Regions from separate parts of the Mus musculus genome. Here regions 1 and 2 are each linked to region 3. A link is a contact called in public promoter capture Hi-C data. All regions are on one chromosome and are shown on one strand. Each heading gives the region's core, a stretch centred on a gene start, on an enhancer-like site or on the middle of the called end of the contact. The rest is flanking DNA. Distances are from core to core; before and after follow the strand shown. Region 1 holds the start of Prr11 (proline rich 11). Region 2 holds the start of Trim37 (tripartite motif-containing 37). Region 3 holds the start of Znhit3 (zinc finger, HIT type 3).

What was found. Capture Hi-C pulls out chosen DNA fragments and counts their contacts.
Region 1: a contact with region 3 is called in a promoter capture Hi-C map of liver, with 2.8 times the contacts expected there. The contact joins the promoter of Prr11 here to the promoter of Znhit3 in region 3. A contact is called at or near these places in 2 of 39 promoter capture datasets (hippocampal neurons and liver) and 1 of 9 other capture datasets (liver).
Region 2: a promoter capture Hi-C map of liver shows a contact between it and region 3, with 2.6 times the contacts expected there. The contact joins the promoter of Trim37 here to the promoter of Znhit3 in region 3. A contact is called at or near these places in 1 of 39 promoter capture datasets (hippocampal neurons) and 1 of 9 other capture datasets (liver).

Annotation. Positions count from the first base shown.
Region 1 is chr11:87,107,324-87,110,292 of GRCm38.p6, reverse strand. Prr11 (proline rich 11) reads left to right here and starts at 1,579. Exons shown (of 10, transcript NM_175563.5): 1 at 1,579-1,652. It overlaps Ska2 (spindle and kinetochore associated complex subunit 2), which reads right to left and starts at 1,032. Exons shown (of 4, transcript NM_025377.3): 1 at 989-1,032. The coding sequence starts at 1,021.
Region 2 is chr11:87,125,657-87,128,356 of GRCm38.p6, reverse strand. Trim37 (tripartite motif-containing 37) reads right to left here and starts at 1,282. Exons shown (of 24, transcript NM_197987.2): 1 at 863-1,282. The coding sequence starts at 883.
Region 3 is chr11:84,914,979-84,917,692 of GRCm38.p6, reverse strand. Znhit3 (zinc finger, HIT type 3) reads left to right here and starts at 1,327. Exons shown (of 5, transcript NM_001005223.3): 1 at 1,327-1,437; 2 at 1,563-1,594. The coding sequence starts at 1,352.

The DNA.
Region 1 (2,969 bases), core at 330-2,829, 2.2 Mb before region 3:
CGGATACCTACGCAGAGGGAAAAAGGGCAGACTGCAGATGGAGTGTTTTACTTTTTAATATTAATCTTGGTATTTTTTTAAAAGGGGGCTGGTGGTCCGATGATCAATCTGGAAGAAAAGTGATCATGCAAAAAGAAGTCTGAAGACAGAACAAGAAAACTAAGAAAAAAGGCGCGGCGATCTAGCGGGCAGTGGAAGGATGGGAGGGCGGGAATAAAGAGAACACTGATGGAGAATGACAAGGCCACTCGGCTGGACGCTCAGTGCACTCCAGCCTTGCCCGCAGCCGCTGAGGGCCTTCGTCCAGGGTTCTCCTTGCACAGAGGAAAGGAATTGAGCATCTAGGAAGCAGAAAGCCGGGCCTGGGGCAACGCCGCTCGCGCCCCGGGAAGGAGCTCCAGGCTCGGTCCCCGCGGCGGCTCCTCTCCCAAGCCGCAAAGAGCCCAGTCTGCGGAACCGCGGGCAAGTTTCTCGTGCAAGTCTAGCATCTTCTTTCAGACTGTCCCAGCTCGCCTGCGAGTAGGTGCATGGTGGACTTGAATTTCTCCGCGCCCCTAGACTTCTGCCCCACCTCATCCTCCATCCCCCTTTTCGGGAGACGTAAACGACCTCTCTCCTCCTCCGAGCTATTAAAGACCGTTCCAGTCACGCTTGGGCAAGGAAGGTAGAAATTCGTGAGGCGGTATCTGTGCCGGGCGCGGCTCCTGGAGCCGATGAAGGAGAAAACCAGGACCAGGGAATTACAAAGGCCCCACACCCTCAACATCTCCCGCCATTTCCCTCACGAGTTCCCCGGATGTAACCCCTTCCCCCGCGGCGGTTAAGAGACCAAGGCGGCGGTAGCTCCCGTAGGTGCAGAAAGAAGGAACTCAATTCAGGTTCCAGCTTCCACAACCCAGTTTCAGGAGACTCTAAAATGCGCTTCACCTTCTAGGCCATCGGTGGAGCACATTAATTACCCAGTAGGTTTCCTTCACTCTCCACTCACCATCAGTTCCAGCTTATCGACCTCCGCCTCCATATTGAATAGTTGACATTCCTCAGACCGCTGAGGCGCTTAAGCTGTAAGCCGTGCTAGCACTGAGGCCCTCCATTGGACAGCTGTCACTCAACGTCTTGCGCTCATTGGCTAGTACGTTCCATCGGCGCCCGCCCATTGGCGCCTGGGTAACGCCCCTCGTTATAAAACGCACTTTCCTGTTGGACAAAGACACAAAACGCCGCAGGGGGATTGGCTGCTGAATATATGAATTTTTCCATTGGCTGCCTTATGGTCCCTACTTTCAAGTTCATACTTGGAAAAGAGTTTGCGATTGGTGTACTCGGAAGCAGCAGCAGCCAATGACATAAAAGCTTCCACTGCGGGCCTAGGCGACGTGACACACCTCCTTTTCTCTCCGGCTTCCCCGCCCCTTCTCGCCCGCCTTTCCTTATTCATACAAGAAGCGCCTCAGTTCCGATTGGCCAGGATGTGATGCTCTTTTGGCCAATCGTAGTCCAAGCTGTGCTTTGATCCTTTCAAGACAACGAACCCTGTAGAGACCACGTCTACGATTGGTCGCTCGTCGGCAAAGATTTAATTTTGAAATTTTCTTTATGGTGTGGAAGAGGCTTAGGCCCGAACTTCGTCTAATCCCCAGGCTCTTAGACTAGTAAGTGCAACGACGTTTTTTCTCTTTGTTACCTGGTCCCGTCTTCCGTTACTCGAACTGTTGATGACTGGGTTCTTATGGAGGTGGGGTCTTGAGCTGGACAGGGAAGGGAGATGGAGCAGAAAAGGAAAGGTTTCGGGCAGGAGAAGAGCTCCGCTGGCAACATCTGAGACACATTTTTTATTTAACACTGCAATATATAGTTTGAAGTGATTGCCTTTTTGCTCAGTCTTTGTCGTAACTTTTTGCTTCTCAAAGGGGGCCCACCGACTGGCGGTAATTGGCTTCTCTGGGCGCTAGCGAAAAATGCAAATTATAGGAATCTACCCAAATTTCCTATCACAATGTTTATTTAACCAGATGCTCTCCCCAGCCATTCTTCAGCGCATTTACGTTTATGGAGAAGTATTTTATGTCAGGTAATTTTACAGTGTTCCATGATGCAAAATGACTTCTGACATCTACTTTAAAAGTATACCCCTTTTACTGTGTGTCTAGTAGTGTGCTGGGTAAGACTAAGGACCTGTGGTCACTCTGAGAAAGACACAGGGAAGAACCGGGTGGGGTTGGGGATAGCAATGCTTCACGACTTAAAACAAAATTGACTATAGGACAATGGCAGAGATCATGCTTCAGCATTCAAGGCAAACCAACTAAACTGATGATGGAAATTAAATTGACTAGAGGGGGATGTAAAACATGTGTTTTAGAATAGTGATGATGAAGTAAATCTGTCACTTATGCTGCTGCTACAGTTTTAGAAGTGCCCCTGGCCAAAGACCTTTCCATATAACTGATGGAGTTCTTAAAGAACCAGCAGTGTCAACTCATGAAGAAGACTAATTATATTGTTCTGAGACAGGAGCTTGTGTATCAACAACTAACCCAGACTTTTTTAAATTTTATTTTTTCAGATAAGGATGTATATTTAAATATAAAACAGAAATATTTTAAGTACTATTAAGTGTTTCAAAATACCTGTCTTTTTTGTTTGTTTGGTTGGTTGGTTGGCTGGTTGGTTTTGGTTTTTCGAGACAGGGTTTCTCTGTATAGCCCCAATTGTCCTGGAACTCCCTCTGTAGACCAGGCTGCCCATGAACTCAGAAATCCGCCTCCCTCTGCCTCCCAAGTGCTGGGATTAAAGGCGTGTACCATCACTGCCTGGCTTCAAAGTACCTGTCTTAAAACAAACCTTTCATTTTGGGTAATTGTATAAAGCCTGTTAAAGTTACTATAGCCCCATAGTCTATTAGAAAAAGTCATGGTCTCTGGAGACTTATAGGTCTTCATTATACTTCATTGTATTATATTAGGCAG
Region 2 (2,700 bases), core at 33-2,532, 2.2 Mb before region 3:
ACTAATTATGTGAGCCTGAAAATCTGCAGCCACTATAAATGCGAGTGTCCCTATTGACATTAAGTTAATAACTAAAAAAAAATTGAAAACAGGGAAGTTTACCCACGTCTATTTTTACTCCATTCCAGAAAAATTAAACCCTCCTAAAACCAAGAAAAGTTTACAAAACCTTCACACAACTTTCACAAGAGCAATTAAGTAGAAAATTACTGATGGTCATAACTGCAAGACCAGGTCCTGAGAGATGCGGACTCTTAACTGGCTTTGGGAAGACAATAAAACCATGGGGGTGAACTGGGTTAATCTCAAGAGCAATGCTCAGTAAGTTATCCCTTATTTTTAAAAAGCAAAAATCATGTAGTACTTTAGTCTCTGAACGGTTCACGCCCCCCAGCCCCCAAGCAATCGTTTTGATGATTCTAGCCTTTATGGAAATACCCCAATCATGAAATCATCTTACAAGAATCAATGCTGGAAACTACTAGTCTTTAAGTCAGTCGAGTGTGAGAGAGGTGTGTGTGTCCTACAAAATGAACCGCTGAGGGTGAAAAAAATGTTTAATCATGCAGAGCAAGTCGTGGCGAGAAAGCAGGGCAAGTCCTTCCGATGAATTTGCAATTTTGCTCTAGAAAGGCTCAGCCTGCAAACAGCGACGAGAGCAGGTGCCAAGGCATCGCTGGAGCTCCGCAGCACCTGACTGCGGAACAGATTCAGCACCGGGCATGCTGAGGGCTGGAAGCACTACCGCCGGGCCAGCCTCCCTCTCCGCGACTCGCAGAGGCTGCCTCCCACAGGGAGGGCGAGCGCATGGGGCCCCGGATAGAAAAGGAGCCCAGCCGCCACCCTCCGTGATGCCCCTCACCTCCACACTCTGCTCATCCATTGCCTCCGGCTCTCGGCGGGGCCCTCGGCGACCCTCGGAGTCCGTGTCTGCGCTGTCAGGCGCCGGCCCGAGGTCGCCAGGTCAGCTGCGCTCACCTCAGCAGGCTCCCACAACAGTGCCACCTCCGCGCCCCATCCCGTCGGGTTCCCCACCGGCTACCCCGCATTTCGCCATTTTTTTTTATCCGCGCGCCAGCCCTGGGGCGGAGAGGGAAGGGCTAGCGGTAGCCGCAACGCCTTCCTCCCGCCTCAGCAGCTGGCCTGCGTCCGCGTGGGAGCCCTGGCCCACGTGACGCCGGCGCGCGCGTGTGAAAACCGCCGCGGGGCCCGTCCGGGGCGGAACAGGCGCCACAGAGAATTCGCAAACACCAACGGTAACCAGGGCAGCTAGAGGCGCGGCAACGGGGCGGACGCGATGCGCACGCGCACTCGGCGTTGCGGGAGGGGAGGGGAGGGGCGGGGCGGAGCGGGGCGGGAGGAGAGGCGGGCGCCCGGTTCCCGCGGTGCGCGCAGCACACGAGACTTGGAGAGGCGGTGCCGCGGGGAGGCGTGTCGGGCGTCGGCGCGGTGCCCTTCGCCTCGCAGATTTTACCGCCAGTGATGTAGGCTCCTTGGTGCGTCCTAATTGGAAGAAGCCACGCTCCCGAGTATTAGGAAGGGACGGAGAGTCTTATTTGCGTTCCCATTGTTTGTGGGTCACCTAAGGAGACCCTGGAGCCGGGAACTCTTGCTTGGTTAGTGTTTGCTTTCCGCCTCTGGGAGGAAACGCAGACTTTAAGCTTTAAAAAAAAAAAAAAAAAAAAAAAAACTTAGTCCCCCTCCATAGTAAATGCATTTGAAAGCTCCAATTGTAATGGACCGGCGATTTCTCTTGACCTGTTATTTTGAGACAAGGTTTCTTTAGTTCATGATAGACTGGACGTATAGTGAAGTCTCCAAGCTTCCTGGAAGTAAGGATTGCAGGGGAGAGGTACCACGTCTTCTCATTTTGGTGAGACAATTGGATCCACATCCCACCGACTAAGGCTTTCTTGCAGCTTGAGTTGTTTTTGCTATGGGGACTAACAAAGAGTCTAGGGAATCGCTTCTAAATTCCTTCCAGAAGAGACCAGTTAGGGTGCAGAAATTGAGGGTATGTGAGACAAAAGGCGTTGGTCAAATACTTAAATCTTAATTCTTCTCTTAAGCTTATTACAAAGTTATTTATGAACCCAATCCAGAGAATTGATAATCTAGAAAGAATCTTTTCGTTACTAGCAACATTTTTTAAAAATTATATGAACTATAAACAAGATTTATGGAGGTAGGACGGATGGCCCAGAGGTTAAGAATACTTGCTACTCCGGGGGAGGACCACTCTCTAACCCTGCCTTTGGTCTCCAGCCTATACTCCAACTCCATTCTGCCCACCTAAAACACCCACACTCACATGCACATATATTAATATAACCCAAAATAATCTACACACACATAATTTAATTAAGTAGAGATAGAATATGCTTTCACAAGCTGGGCATGGTGGAGCACTCGTTTAGTCCCAGCATTTGGGGGACAGAGGCAGGTGGAGTTCCAGGACAATCAGGGATACACAATGACACCGTGTATTGAAAAACCAAAAGCAAAAAAGGCTTTCATTTCAAACCACTTATGGTCTTTGAACTAGATGCAGGCTGATAGTTGCAGAATAATTTTACTAACGTGTCCTGAATTGTACCTTTTTGCTGATGTTCCCATGTCACCTGCACTGACCTAGAACTTGCTATAAAGCATATGCCAGCCTTCAACTCCCTCCTTAGCCTCTTCAGTGCTAGGATATAC
Region 3 (2,714 bases), core at 78-2,577:
CTTTAATTGATAAAAGGGCTCAGGTAGCAACCAAGCCCTCTAAGACACTCAAAGAGTGGGAGTCAGGGCTCCAGGCACTGCCTAGTTTGCAGCAGCTCCATCTCAGCAGGCACAGATGCTCATGCGCACACTTATTAACAGGGACCCTAGAGCAGGGCTGGTGGAAACAGAGGCAGGCCGGCTCTGTGAGTTCAAGCTCAGCCTGGTATACAGCATGAGTTCCAGGACAGCCAGGGTTACACAAAGAAACCCTGTCTTAAAAACAAAAACAAAAACAAAAACAAACAAACAAATCAACAAAGGACCCTAGAGCCTGAATGGGCCACATAGATGAGGAGGAGGCATTTGGGAGAGGAACATGATTTAAGGTCCTGGAAGCTGGAGTTTAGGTTAGACCAAATTCAGAGCTTCAGAGAGGAGCAAGTTTCTTAAAGAAAACAGGATTCCAAGTAGGGCCTGGTGACACACCCTGCAACAGGGTCTCAGACCTTAACACAACTGACTCCACGATTTTGTCTATAACTAAAGTCTATAGTAGCCTTCAAGGTTAGTCATAGCCCATCTATTCTGACTCATTAGCCTGGATTCCTTTAGCCTAGCCACTGATCTGCTCTGCAGTCAGTCAACTCCACCATGGCTTGTAGTGGCATGAAGCACAAGAAAACCTACAGGCTCATTTTCAGAGTCGTGCAAATGCACGGCTTGACACTAAAATTCCAGTCTCTTCCTTAGTCCTTTCCCCATTCTGTTTTCACTTCAAGCCTTGTGCTCCTAGGGAAGAGACCGTCTTCCAATCATCCCCAGTGTCTGGACATTGTAGAACTCACAGTCGGGGTTCAACAAGCATTTGTCAGCAGCTCAGCCTCAAATGTCTTTTGGGCTGGGAGAAGTGGCTTAGCAGTAAGGACCGCTAGATGCTGTTACAGAGTTTGAGTCTTAACATTCACAGTAGGAAGTTCAAACCCGCCTATCTCTAGCTCCATTGGATCTGATATCTTTTTCTGGTCTCTCTTGGGGCAGGGACATCATTTACCCCGGCACAGGCGCACACGTATACAGTTTTTTTTTTTTTTTAATGTCTTTGATTAGGCATGGTGGTGCACACTTGTGATGTCAGTGTCAGGGATGCAGAGGCAGAAAAATCCTGAGTTCCGTGGCCTGATCTAATCAGAGGAAAAAAATCCTTGACGCAGCAGCTCTAAATGCACATCTACTGTATCGACACTCTACAGGTGAGGCCTAGAATAGAGAACAGGATCAATCCATTGCTTCTGACTGCCAATGAGTGCGGAGCGCTGTGATTGGCCCTTGTTTAGGTAAAAGAGTGAGCGCGGGTGTCTTCTGGGAAGTCATGGCGTCGCTGAATTGTAGGACTGCGGTCTGTGTGGTCTGTTTGGAGAAGCCGAAATACCGTTGCCCGACTTGCCGCGTGCCCTAGTGAGCCAGAGCGGGTAGTGGGTTCGGAGGGAGGCCGGGCTGCGGGCGGCGGCTGCGGGCAAGGGGTACGTGCTGCGGCCGCTCGTGCTGATCGTGCTGACCTGAGCCTGTCTGTCTCATTACAGCTGTTCGGTCCCCTGTTTTCAGAAGCACAAAGGTAAGACCCCGGGACACCGTCGCAGCCCTTGCTCCTTCTTTGTACCGTACAGGCCCCATGCCCCCAGGAACCCGAAGCGGGAGGATTCCCGCCAGTTCAAAGCCAGCCTGACTACAGACTGAGACCCTGTCTCAAATAATCCAAAGCAAGTCAGCTGCTTTCTTGGGAAAAGTCTTAGCTATTTATTCATCTTGACATTCTAGTGTAGCCCCTCACTATCGCAGAAACTGCCTTGGCTGAGGTCAATTAGCCAGCAATGGTTGTCTTTAAAATATGGTTGTTTATTATTTACAATAGGAGAAATTTTCTTTTTCTGTGTGTGGTATTTTGAGACAGGTTCTCCTCCTCCTCCTCTTTTTTTTTTTTTCCGAGGCAGGGTTTCTCTATGTAGCTCTGGCTGTCCTGGGACTCACTCTGTAGACCAGGCTGGCCTCGAACTCAGAAATCCGCCTGCCTCTGCCTCCCGAGTGCTGGGATTAAAGGCGTGAGCCACCACGCCCGGCTGGTTCTTTTTCTTCTTTCATTTTCCTTCTTTCTTTGTTTGCTTTTCAATAAAGGGTTTCTGGCTGCCTTCGAACTCGCTCTGTAGACCGGGCTGGCTTCAAATTCATAGCGATCTGCCTGCCTCTTGCCTCCCAAGTGCTGTTTTATTTTGTGCTGAGAAAGAGTATCTCAGATTCACTATATATTCCTTTTTTTGTTTTGTTTTTGTTTTTGTTTGTTTTTCGAGACAGGGTTTCTCTGTGTAGCCCTGGCTGTCCTGGAACTCACTTTGTAGACCAGGCTGGCCTCGAACTCAGAGATCTGCCTGCCTCTGCCTCGCGAGTGCTGGGATTAAAGGCGTACACCACCACGCCTGGCTGAACTATATATTCTATACTCCTCCCAGACTCACAATCCCCATGCCTTAGTTTCCTAATGCTGGGATTAAAGGCACAAGCCACCACGGCCCAGCTGAGACTGGCTCTTTTTTTTTTTTTTTTATGTAGTTCAGGCTGGCCTATCTATCATGATCATGCTTTGTCATCCTCAAATGCTAGGATTATAGGAGCCACCAGAACTGGTTAAAATAAGTTCCTGACCTATTGAGAATGGAGCTGGAGCGATGGCTCGGCTGTTA